2 separate regions of the Zea mays genome follow, and region 2 is linked to region 1. The links are chromatin contacts, called in public Hi-C maps. All regions are on one chromosome and are shown on one strand. Each heading gives the region's core, a stretch centred on a gene start, on an enhancer-like site or on the middle of the called end of the contact. The rest is flanking DNA. Distances are from core to core; before and after follow the strand shown. Region 1 holds the start of LOC100272317 (cleavage stimulating factor 64-like). Region 2 holds the start of LOC103647016 (transcription factor GTE8).

Region 1 (2,700 bases), core at 174-2,673:
AGGCTTGATCAACACATTTGAAGATTTCGTAGTTTGTATGTATAGGAGTAGAGGGTATATTTGTAATTTCATATGATGATGTATTGTGAGTCAACACTATAAATAGTTGTACAGTGCCATGCATGAGACACCTTATTTGCCCGAGGTCTGATTTGTTCCACCTACGAAGCTGTATCTTCTTTGCCTCTATACTTCCCATTTTGCTTAAAAGATGTACTTGTAATTTTGCATAATGGAGAAGAAGCAACAAAAATGATACATCATTCTTCTTAAGTGGCCTTACTTTATTCAAAGGTCATTTTATTTTCATAGTCTTTTTCCTCTAATCTATCTTCAGAATAGATTACAGGAATAAATGTCTCTTAACATGAATTATATTGTCCTGTTTTGGTCTGTTTTAGGAATCAAAACAGGTGACCAACACCACTAAACTGAAGTTTAGTCTCTGTCACATCATCGAATGTTTGAATGATAATTATATTAAATATAGTTTAATTATAAAATTAATTATACAAATGGAAACTAAAAGACCAGATAAATCTAATTAATTCTATATTTAATAATTAATAGTTAAATATTTGATGTGGCACGAGCTTAGTTTTAGTCAGGAAAATTAAATGCCTCATTGACATTCCGGTTGTCAGTCAAGCACACACGAACGCGAACGACTTGTGGAGTTGTGGGGCAAAAAAAAAAACAAAGAAATAAAATCAGAGCGATGAATGCGGGGAGCATGGTCGAGACTCAAGAGCGAAGAAACACACTTAGAACGAGAATCCAGGCTAATCAAAGCAAATCAGCGCAATAAATCCCGGCTGGAAAAGAAAAACGCGTTGGCAGCTAAATCGGTGTCTTGTCAAGAGCACATGAACACCAGAGGAGCTGTGAAATCTTATTATCCTGTCATGCCGCACCTTTGTTTACACGTAGAGATAAATTTAATCCGTGGTTTGTTGTAACGACCTTAAGTATATGGGCTGTTTAGTATTACGCCTAAACTGCCACCTCTTGCCACACTTTCGCTGCTGCAGCTATGGCGGCCGATTCAGCCGCCGCGGCTTAGACGCGGCGTGGCGCCGCGCGTCAGACACTAAACTAACCCTATATCTCATCTATTCTTATCTCTAGAAACAATATATTCTTATCTCTACAAACAAATCATGTCTAAGGTCATATTTATAACCTCTAAAATTAATAATTCGCTATTAAAAATTATTTGTTGGTTTCCAAATACCATCCCTTAATACCATAACTAATTGTTAGTACCTCACATCTAACAATTAGTTTATTAGCTGATTTAACCCAGCTAATAATTTATTAGCTAGGTAACTATTAACTCTAGTTATTCTAAACAAGGCTTAAGCTTATCTTTATCTGCACATATATATGTTGACACCCTTGCCTCCCCTCCCTCAGTCCCTCCCCTATAATAAACGGGCGCCACGCACGCCACAGCCGCGGCCTGCGAGCGAGGCATACACATCCACGGGCCACGCCCACCGGCATCTCACGGCGGAAGCAGCCAAGCAGCCGGCCGGGCGCCTCCCGTGCCGCCGCTGAGCATGGCCGCTGCTCCCGTGGGCGCTCAGAATCGCTGCGTCTTCGGTACGCCTTCGCCACCCTCGGTTACGTTCCCTGACCGGCGTGATCCGGAAGCTCGGAGGCTTTGGTTCCACTTGGAGGGGCCGAGGGGGGAGGAGAGCCACCTGCCGTGGTTCGCTGGTGTCACCGAGGGCAGCTCCTTTTCAGTTCGGGTCGATTTGGACTCGGCCCCCGGGTTCTTCCGATTTGGCGCTGATTCCCCTGTCCTGAGCCCCTCTTCGGATCGAACTTCTTGCCTAGGGTTTTGGTTTATGGCATTGGAACTGGACCACGGCGCGTCCACCCCCATCGGCCATGACACACTCGTACTAACACATAGCAGTGGCCTTTAGGTCTGTTGGGTCAATACTACCCTGAAAAACCTAGCGCATTAGGGTTACACCCTCAATCATATAAACCATGCTTGACCACCCACACCACACAATGTGGCACTATTCCCAACATATCACCCTAATGCTTCATTGGGCGCGCAAGATGTTTTTGTTGTTGTTTCTGGATGTGCAGGGGATTTTAGGACTGACAGGTTGTATTTATCAATCTCAATTACAGTTGGCAACATACCATACGATGCGACAGAGGAGCAGCTCGTGCAGATTTGCGAAGAGGTTGGCCCAGTCGTATCCTTCAGGTGCGCTTCTGCTCACCCACATAAAAACTGTAACACTGTCGTGCAGCTCTAGATGGGTTGTAGAAACTAGCACTTACTGTCAAAATGTGTGTTTTTGCCTTATTTATTCTGTTTATATTAAAAACGAAGGAATATGTTCAGGTGTTGGCATTGTGCTACAAATGAAAAAGAACCACGGTGCCTCACCACGGTCAGAATACCGACTAACGGCAAATTGATTACACAAGTTTGATGGCTGAATTGCGCTTGTGCAGCACATATCTTTTGAGCAAATATGACAGAAGAAAGCTGTATATGTTGTGATGAGCAGAACAGGGTAAACTAAAAAAATAGATGCCCCCTCGCCAATCTTGCTTTGCTTTCAAAGATTCATGTCTTCCTCAGACGGGGGGGGGGGGGGGGGGTCGTTATGATTCTTGTAAATTTACCTTTAGGAATGGTAATGATATAGAACATTGATGTATAAACTA
Region 2 (2,700 bases), core at 65-2,564, 780 kb before region 1:
GGGCCTACCCCACAATAATGGTCGATTGGTCGCCTTGCAGGAAACAGAAACAACTATGAACCAGACCGAAGCCATCAAGAAGTAACCATCGAAGCAGTGTTGTAACACAAGCGAACATACCTCTGATAAAAGCCTAAAGCGCTACCTAGGAACCACAGGATAAGGCACGAAACAAGCCATTAAGCGGCTGATTGGATGCCTGGGCGAGCACAGGCAGGCTTGCGCAGTCCTGTCCCGTGGGATACGGCTAATTTCTGCGTATGTGTGGATACAAGCAAATAAGGCTAGGCTGCATCAGTGCATGCGCGCCCAGCCTCCTATATGTACTGGACTCAATGCAACCAAACACGTGACCCTAGTCAATGCATGCAAGGAGTCTAGCTCTCCTGATGCAGCCAAAGCCAACCAAACACGCGGTAAGCAAACCCTAGAATCCCAAACTAGCCCTAAGGACAAACAACGATTCTAGGGAGGTCGAGGTCCCATAAAGGTTGATTTGAAATTCGGTACGGTGAGGAATTAGGTCCGGCCGTTTCGTGTTGGCAAGGAAACGAGACCAATTTCCCAGCAGATCCGAAATGAATGGGTCCATTTCCGTGATGGCGCAAACGAACCATAAACTATCTCGAAGAGTCCGGAACAAGGCACGCCAATTCACTAATCATTCCACGCGAATCGATGCGAAGAACACATTCTCCACACGCTCGGAAATCGGAAACCCTAGCTAGTACGAGGACGTGATACAAATAAAAGCCTAGGCCGCAGGCACGCAGGAAAGAGAAGCGAAGAAGAGGAGCACACCAACCTGTGGGGAGACTCTTAACGCTCTTCGGCGCGGACGACAGCGGGTGCGCCGGACCTGGCTCCCTCTCCTCCCCTCTGCCTCGCGGTGAGGGCGGATCCGGGTGGACGCGCCTCCCCACGGCGCGGAGGGAGCCGGGAAGGGAGGGGGCGCGTGCTCCCTGGCGACGCCGCGCGGCTCCCTCTTCTTCGCCGGCGAGAGCCGACGGTGGTAGGGGATTAGGGTTGCGGGAACGGGCACCGGGACACGGGCTCGGGCTCGGCCTTTCGGCGGCAGGAGTCGATACGACGCGGCCAGCTCCTCTTTGTCTCCGCTGGACCCAGATTCGGACTCGGGAACGAGGGAGAAGAAAGGTGGTGCCGTGGTCGTGTCCACTCGCCAAGAAGTTGCACCTTTGGTCAGTTTGGTTGAGTTGTGGTCCTGAAAAAATTTGTTGTGAACTGTAATATGTGGAATATGTGTTGTGAGCTGTTAAAAACTAAAAACTGTTTGGTGTAAACTACTAAAAGCCGTTAAAAGTTCTTGGATATATGTTTTCATAGTTCCATATGAAAGCCACTAAAAGTAGGTCTAAGGGTGCTTTCAGTTTTATACTGCGAAAAAGTCGGCTTTAAAAAAAAACTGCTTTCTGGATCCATTCCTTTGATTTGGCTTTTTTTTATGTATCAAAAGTCAAAGGCAAAAGTCAAACCAAACACATCCTTAATCTAGTTGTGGTTGAGGATTTTACAGTATTTTCTCTCTATATATTGTTGTTGTAGCAGTCTAAACAGTTGCGACTCTTGTGGCTGCAAGGCAGCGGTGGAGAACGTAGGGGGCTTTGTGATGTAGCACAGCCCATGCAGGCTCATAATGGGCTCCTGCACGACTTATATGGGGTATTTGGTTTGAGAAATCATTCCATCCAAAATAAGTTATGTATCATGGGTTCATTCCTTAAATTTGGTGGGATGATCACATTCCTCGTATTAGTGCTAATTAATTAATTTTGAGGAATAAGGTCTTAAATTTGGTGGGATGATCGCATTCCTCATATTAGTGCTAACTAAATAATTTTGAGGAATGAGGTGGTGATGGATTAACTCATTTCATTCCACAAATCAAACAAAAAAACGAAAAGTGAGAAGATGATGGACTAACTCATTCATCAAACCAAACACCCTAATAGTTTTTCGAACGGTCACGAGAACATAAGACGTCTTTATAGACGCTCTATCTATACTATGCAAAAAATCATCAATTTATAGAAGTTCACGGGTTATACAAACTTTTGATCCAACATTATGATTCATAGTAATAACATCGGCCTTGTTTAAAATAAACATTACACTGGAAACCAAAAGTGTTTTGTCACCGGCTCACAACTGTATAACAGGAGTGCCAATGAGGCATATGTCAACTAACAAGACAAGGTAATATGATTAATAGTTATTATTTGAGGTTGTCAAAAGGTCAGGGTGAGAAGTACACATCATGTGCCAATGTTGCTACATATTGAAAGGAACATAATTTAACTTACAAATCATGTGCCAATGTTGCTTCTCCCTATCCTCGTCAAGTTCATTTTTGTTTTGTATATTCACAATTAGTATATATATATACTAGGTATGTGCACGTGCGTTGCGACATGATTAACAAAAATTAGTATGAATCATACTTGCAGAGTAAAAAATTACACATAGCAACAAAAATCCTGAAAGGGAATTAGGCTTACACCTAGTTCCTAAATAAATTTTGGTGGTTGAATTGCCCAACACAAATAATTGGACTAACTAGTTTGCTCTAGTGTATAAGTTATACAGGTGTCAAAGGTTCACACTTAGCCAATAAAAAGACCAAGAATTGGGTTCAACAAAAGAGCAAAGGGATACCGAAGTGTGCCCTGGTTTGGCGCACCG

The links. Hi-C and Micro-C count contacts between places; a contact is called where the count stands out from the background.
Region 2: a contact with region 1 is called in a Hi-C map of ear, with 1.8 times the contacts expected there. The contact joins the promoter of LOC103647016 here to the promoter of LOC100272317 in region 1. A contact is called at or near these places in 2 of 25 Hi-C or Micro-C datasets (ear and endosperm).

Annotation. Positions count from the first base shown.
Region 1 is chr2:138,540,889-138,543,588 of Zm-B73-REFERENCE-NAM-5.0, reverse strand. It overlaps LOC100272317 (cleavage stimulating factor 64-like), which reads left to right and starts at 1,423. Exons shown (of 10, transcript NM_001146801.1): 1 at 1,423-1,605; 2 at 2,152-2,230. The coding sequence starts at 1,563.
Region 2 is chr2:139,324,339-139,327,038 of Zm-B73-REFERENCE-NAM-5.0, reverse strand. It overlaps LOC103647016 (transcription factor GTE8), which reads right to left and starts at 1,314. Exons shown (of 10, transcript XM_008671591.3): 1 at 806-1,314.